2 separate regions of the Astyanax mexicanus genome follow, and region 1 is linked to region 2. Evidence: chromatin contacts called from public Hi-C data. All regions are on one chromosome and are shown on one strand. The core of a region is the stretch at or near the end of the contact, and the rest is flanking DNA. Distances in the headings are between cores, read along the strand shown.

What was found. A called contact is a pair of places that touch in the nucleus more often than the background predicts.
Region 1: a contact with region 2 is called in a Hi-C map of muscle, with 9 times the contacts expected there. The contact joins two enhancer-like sites. A contact is called at or near these places in 2 of 3 Hi-C or Micro-C datasets (both in muscle).

Annotation. Positions count from the first base shown.
Region 1 is chr3:22,994,336-22,997,975 of AstMex3_surface, reverse strand. No RefSeq gene overlaps it. Among protein-coding and RNA genes, the nearest start is that of cica, 13 kb to the left of the region's middle. Within about 2 kb of position 1,280, the one cell type or tissue checked has an H3K27ac peak away from gene starts, as active enhancers do.
Region 2 is chr3:22,921,273-22,924,882 of AstMex3_surface, reverse strand. No RefSeq gene overlaps it. Among protein-coding and RNA genes, the nearest start is that of LOC111195566, 7.9 kb to the left of the region's middle. Within about 2 kb of position 2,097, the one cell type or tissue checked has an H3K27ac peak away from gene starts, as active enhancers do.

The DNA.
Region 1 (3,640 bases), core at 31-2,530, 74 kb before region 2:
GGGGGCATGTGCTAGTCTTGTGTTGAGGCAATACTTGTGATAAGGGATGTACAGCTGACTAACAGCTAAATGGGCAGGACAATTGGCCTAGCTTAAAACAATTTGAGAAGATAAAATATTTTGTTTCAAACTGTTTGCAATGAAATAAGTCAAAGTAAAAGTAAAAGAAACATTGCATTTCTTCATACTGTCTCAATTCTGTTAATTATATTGGCTTAACTTTGGCAAACAATGAAATCTTCCATATACAGTACTAGTCAAGTTTGGGCACAATCTCTCATTTGATGTTTTTTCTACATTGTAAATTAATATTGAAGTCATTCAGACTATGAAGGAACACATAAGGAATCATGTAATATGTTTAAAAATGTTAATCAAACCAAAATTCTCTGTAAACAATTAGCAGGCTCTTTTCTGGGGTGCTGGTGTTAACTTGTGCTTTTTGAGGTTGGTAACTCTGATGAATTTATCCTTTGCAACAGAGGTAACTCTTGCTCTTCTTTTCCTGAGACGGCCAGTTTCATCATAACGATTTTGATGGGTCACTTTTAGATACTTTCACAGTTCTTGAAATGTTTCAGATTGACTGACTTTTATTCCTAATGTATTTTTTTATTTATTTAGTTGAGTAGTTCTTGCCATAACATGGATTAGAACATTACTCACATAGGGCTATTCACTGTATACCAACTCTACCTCTTCACAACTTTACAACTGATGCTCTCAAACACATTAAGAAGCAAGAAATAAAGTAATTAACTCTTGACAAGATCAGCACAGCTGTTAACCTAAAGCTTAACATTCCCCATGACTCTCTCATAAAATTGACTGAGAAAATGCTAAGCAAGAGGTGCCTACTTTAAAGAATCTAAAATATGAAACATATTCTGGTTTTGTTAAGTAGTTTGAATGACTTTAGTGTTAATCTACAATACAGAACACACACACATACACACGCACACATATATATATATATGAGAGCTGAAGGAATTTGAAGGACCTAAATCATTGCTATGATCAGGAACACTATGAGAATCTCGTTCTGGCTGGGGTCGTAGCGGCCTACATTCAGACTGCTGTCACACACAATGGCCGAATTAACAGGGAAAATGGGTGGCTGTCAATCAAACCGTGTACTTAGCCAACTTAGCCACTTTCACATTCTCCCTAGCACACACACTAATTAGCCCCCTTTGTTACGGCCCATCGCTGCCTCACAACTCTCCATTTTCCCCCAAGCCATGACCTTTGACCTTGCCCCGGCAAGTCAACAAAACCTTCCCTGCACGAGGCTCAGCCCCCTCGTCAATCAGGCACCGGGAGACCGCCTCCTGCTGAGTGCGATTGGTTGTCAAGTGTCTGATTGACAGAGCAGGGTTACAGAGGACTGGAGCAGGGCCTGGGTTGACTGATAGGTCCTAAAGAATGCCAGCAGCTCTGACAGTGACAAAACGCAGAGCGCGTGGAGAGCAGGCATGTTTGTTGGTTGATGGGTGGATACAGTATGAGCTTTAGAGAGGTGGGGTAATGACAGGGGGTGGGAGCTTCTTTTAAAGTGTATTTTTGCTTCTACAGGTCTGTTTCAATAATTTTAATAATTGATTTTTCTTATAAAAGGTTTTACCTTCCAAATATATAGTTCTGATTTCTACAAAAAATATACTATTTCTACATTCTTTGTAAAAAAATACAAATAAATAAATTTCATATATGTTACATTAGGGATTCATTCTTAATATTACATTTAAAGAAATGTATCCTCTTTATCACAAAAAAAAACAGTTATTTTTTATTATTCTTTTATTAGTTGTTTTAGAACTGATTTTGGGCTCTTATTAAAAGTATCTGATGAACAGGAGATTTAGTATGGCATTGGCTCCATATATTATGAGTCTAATTCTAAATAAAACCAAGGCTAATATCCTGATACCAAACTGATACAGAAAGCTATAAAAGGACATTTTAGTTTTAGTTTAAGTTCTTTTAGTTTAATTGAAATTACAAAATTAAAACATTTTGCCAGAATATTAGAATATCAAATACAAAAATATTGTTGTTTGCAGGTTGTAATTAATTATACAATTTCTTCACCACTACATATTGTAAATAGCCTATATGTGCTTTTTGTCTGGCTTTCATAAAAATAAGCATATAAAATAGTTTAACATACCAGCTGACATACCAACAAATCACAATATTTTTTATTATTAATAATTGGGTCTTTTCACTTAATATACTGAACACCAAAAGTTTTTTTTTTGCCATTTCTGGAAAAATATGGTCAGTTGCCAAATACTTGGTTAATCCCTTGTTTCCAAAGTGAAAGAAAATGATGATGGTCAACATCCAAAATTTACATGAATTTTTCTTACAGTATTAAATTGCCACAATAGACTGTATAGTAATTAATGGATTCAAAATGATCCACCACTGTAGGTCTATAAGGAGCATAGATGCACCTACAGCTTCTATCCTACATATTTTATGCTGTAATCATATTTACTTTATTTTTTATTACTATTCTATTACATTACATTTAAATTACATTTGGCAGATGCTTTCATCCAAAGTGACTTAAAATAATGATGTACATTTAGCAACAGAGGACATAGAAGTTCAAGGCAAAACATTTTTAGGCAGGGCCCACAAACATTTTACAATTAAAAGTGCTGTTAAAGGAACCAACTTACCTAAGAAATGTAACAAAGAGAAAATAACAACACTGCACTGATTCAATAGGGGGCGCTGTTTTCACAACAATAATAGCTGGAAGTCCATTAAGAAGTTTCCTGTAAAATCCTATTCAGTGTTTCTGAACATGATGTCTGTACAATGAGTCTTGTTATTTGAACAAACAGTTCTCTGCTAAAAACAAAAACAAAAACACACACTCAAGACCAATATGGAGTATGAAATGTGGATGAAAAGCTGTTCATTCAGACATAAACATACCCTATGCTGGTAAACTAGTTTTGAACTAATTTGTAAATGTGGTGTTTGATATTGGTCATGCTTGGCCATCGTAGTTATCTAGTCTAGTCTGGTTGATCATGCTTGTAGACCAGTAAACCTTCAACCATCTCATACATACAATATGCTGGTCAAAATCTAATCTATTTTTATACTTCAGATTTTAAGTCATCCAAACTATAAAGAAAAACATATGGGGTTATTCAGTAAATATCTTGGCTGGATTTTCTCAGTCAGTTCTATGAGGTAGAATCACCTGGAAGTTGGTATACAGTAAATAACCAGGTCAGGTTTACTAACTGCATGATTCCTTATGTGTTTCTTCACACTCTGGATGTCCTCAGTATTTATTTGTAAGGATGTAAGGAAAAAAGGAAATGTACGGAAAAAAAAATAAAATAAAAAAAGTGTTTCCAAACTTTTGTCTGGTAGTGTATATTCATAACTATTTATTCTTGTGCAGTTCCAATAGCCTACTGTTATCCCTACAGTTCACTGTCCTTCCCCTACAAACAAACACAAAAGGAATCCTTTCAGCTGTTACATTGTATATGGAAGCTGCTTCGTTTAGTCCAATTTCTTACTTTTTTTCTGCTTCAAAAATTGCTAAAGAAATACATTAAAACATAGATCATGTGCCCATATTCACTGACATGCCACACAGCATGGA
Region 2 (3,610 bases), core at 848-3,347:
CATTATCAGGCATTGTTCAAACACTATCTTAGACCCTGTGCAAGACATGTCACGATGCTGCATGGACCCTATCTTACACTCAATCAACAGTCTATTTTCTCACCTGCGTTGTTTAAATAGCGACAAGCTTGTGAATATATCTACACGAATGGGTGTTGTGGTCTAGACGTGAAGTGTGTTAAGATGAATTTCTGGGGTACTGTTACTCCGTCTCTTTTTGTAGCATTGCTGAGTGTAGCATCACAGCGTGCTCGGAGGAAAGTGCAGCGACTCTGTTCTGATACATCATCCCACAGGTGCCTTGTGCTGATCGACATCACTCTAGGAGTAATGAGAAGAAAGTGCGCCATCTACCCACCCAGAGATAGCAATTTCAATTGTGCTCTCTCAGGGCTGAAAGCTACCTAGACAGACAACAGTCAACTGTCAGATGTTCATTACTCTCTGCACTGTGCGCTGAATGTGCGTACACCTCGTTTTTTTACATACGGAAGGACACACAGCAGTGCACAAACCCAACTTTTACATCAATAATAAACAGAATACCAAATAAAACAACATTCTTGTTCCCATAAATTACCTGCTTACGTACCTCCACAGCATACAAAAGCAGGTCAGCAGAAGCGCTGCACCGTTAACATTCCAATCCGCCAAAGTCAGAGTGCACCTGCCTCTTAAAGGGAATGGGGCAAGTGACATGCTTATTGGTTTGCACATTGCATGTTACGTCCAAAACAGAACCATGATTTATTATTAAAAGAATTAGTAAATGTTTTTTGCAGATTATGAGCCATATTAGGCATAGTCTTCCCATTGTTACGATAGCAAAGACACTCTGACACGCATGCATGGGTGCACTGGCCAGTGTTAAATCTCATTCACAAAGCAACAGCTCAAAACAAGCAAAACTTATACAGGTGTATGTGTTTCCAGGCCATCCCCTGCAATAACACTTTATGATCAATTTATACTTATATTTATACATTATCTCATGACTTTTTACATGCCAGTGTAGAGGCCCAGCTGTTTAGGACTTCATCATTCAGAGTAATGAGTGTAAGGAAGATCAGTAAGCAGCGAGTGTGTATGTGTGTATATATGTGTGTGTTTAAGAGAGAGTGTGGCAGTGGTATGTGTGGAACGGTGTCAGTCTATATTGGGGATGTGTGTGTGTGTTGACAGCGTCTCTCGTGTCTTCCTAAGGAACTCTCCCTTCCTCCTTCCATTGGCACTATGCACAACTCGCCCCCTCTACTCTCCTTCTCTTCCATCCCCACTCTTTCTCTCTCTCTTTCTCTCTTACATACACAACACACACACACACACACACTTTCTCTCTTGACTAATTTTTGCACTCCATGGAAGACCCCAAAAATAGAAACAAGCCGATAAAAAAAATACAAAAGCACCGCGAGCAGCCACAAGCCCACGTCACTCTGTTGTGATTGGATCGGCTGTCAAAAAAAAACAAGTGGAAAGAAGAAAAAGAGATGGGTTTCATATTATAGGAACGAAGTATAGTTCTATTTGACAGCGGACGAGTGGAGCCGTCGAGAAGAAGAAGAGGGAGAGAACTGAAATGATAGGGTCACGTTAGGCTATATGGGGTGGAAAGTAAACGAGAGAAGGCACCGCGAATTTGGAAAGAGTGAAACGGTGCCCAGGTCTGGGTCTGGGGCCGGGGACTGTGTGGCAAAGCTGCTCCAACAGAAATGAAGCATCTACTCTGCCTTTTAATACATAGAGTAAATGGAAAATGGTGGTATGCATGTGTGTGTTTATGTCTGTCTGTGTGTGTGAGCATGAACATGAGTTCACTTGGGTTTATAAGAACCTCATTAAGGTGCAGGAGTATGTGCCACCTCAGCCTGTGTGTGTTTGTGCCAATGTTCAGAATATTTTGTTGTGTGAAGGTGTGAGTAGAAGTGTGAGACGAAGACTCAACGGGTCTGTCGTTTATGTCTGCATGAGCATGTGTGTCTGTGTGTGTGGGTCTCTGTGTGTGTGTGTGTGTGTGTATGTATGTGTGTACCTTGTGAGGTCCGGTGCCAGGATGACTGTGGTGAGCAGCCGGCCTGCCAACGCTCCAACCTCAGCCACGTGCAGTGGGTGTCGAAGAAAAAACACCCAGCAGCATCTGTTGCCACGGCCACCACTCTCAGTCTACACAAAGACCAAAGCTCTGCTATTAATAACAGCACTGTTAACAATAATAATACTAACTGCACATCATAAGATCTACGTCATTCTGTGGTCTACTCAACTGAGGACTGAGTGTGTGCATGTGTGGGTCCCTACTGCTGTGTTTGTAGGCCTGCCAAGAGTCTGAAAAGTCTTTTTGGAAAACTTTGTGTATGGCATCTATTAATAACTGCTTCCAATATAGATTAAAAGATCATACGATGCCACATAAATTGTTGTTCCAGACACAGATCATGAGGTCAAATGCCATCAAGTAGCATTTTGGAAGTGGATATATGTATATGTGGTGCATATGGTGGTGTTTTTGAACACTGTGAACACTTGGTGTTGAGCCTGGTTGTAGATTATAGATTCCTTTCGATTGAGAATCTCTGTTTAACATGCAGTGTAGTAGGCCTGTAATGATAAGACTTTTTGTGGGTGATATATTGTCCCAGAAATTATTGCGATACATAATATTTTTGTATTTTTAAGACTATTAAATGCCACGGACATAATGATAACAGAATAGCATAAAAAAACAATTATACACTTTTTAAAGTCAGCAAAAATTTAATTAAACCTATATTATGATTATTTTGGGAATTATATACTTATTTCTTCACCTACTTTAGTCCACACTGTGTATGTGGAGTCACTGTTATTAAAGCATGACTGGCTTAAATACTGTTCACTGTTATATATATGAAAAAACATACAAATGAACACAATAGACGATATCATGATTATAAAAAATTATTGAGGTTATGTTCATTTACTGTACGATAAATCGATATAGCAGTTATTGCGACAGGCCTACGGTGTAGTATAAAGCCCTATCTGAACGAGATTAGTTTCTCAGGGACTCTCATTAGTGAAAAATATTGTACACTTCTACTCAGTGATAAAACTCTTGCATCTGGACTGCAATTGAAAAAACAAGAGGACCAAGTAAGTTTAATGGCTTTCTCAGTCACATGACATCGCGTTCAGTAGCTCCTCTATTTCCACTCGCTGTTGTGTTTTTTTTTACGTGGATCTCTGTATAAAAGTGCACCCAAAGTGCAATTAAGGTGTGTGGCAGTGGACTTTATTAAACGTGAGGAGACGAATTGAACTCAGAATTGTCTGATGGGACTAAAATTACCAGGGTGTTTAGCAAAAACCGTAAGTAATTCAGCCTGTAATTTGTCTGAGAAAAAAAACATACATGGTCGTTCCGGACGGAAATAAAATTACAGAGTACTCCCATAAAGCAGAAAATTACCCCAGGACCCCCTGAGAAACTAATCCTGTCCAGATAAGGCTAAAGACCACTATTAATTCCTGTCTGGGAAACTGCCCCTGTGAGTTAAGAGAACCTACATAGTTGGCATTCTCTTTGGGTAAGTGGTTAGTGTATTTGGTTGTTGATGACAGGGTGGTGGGT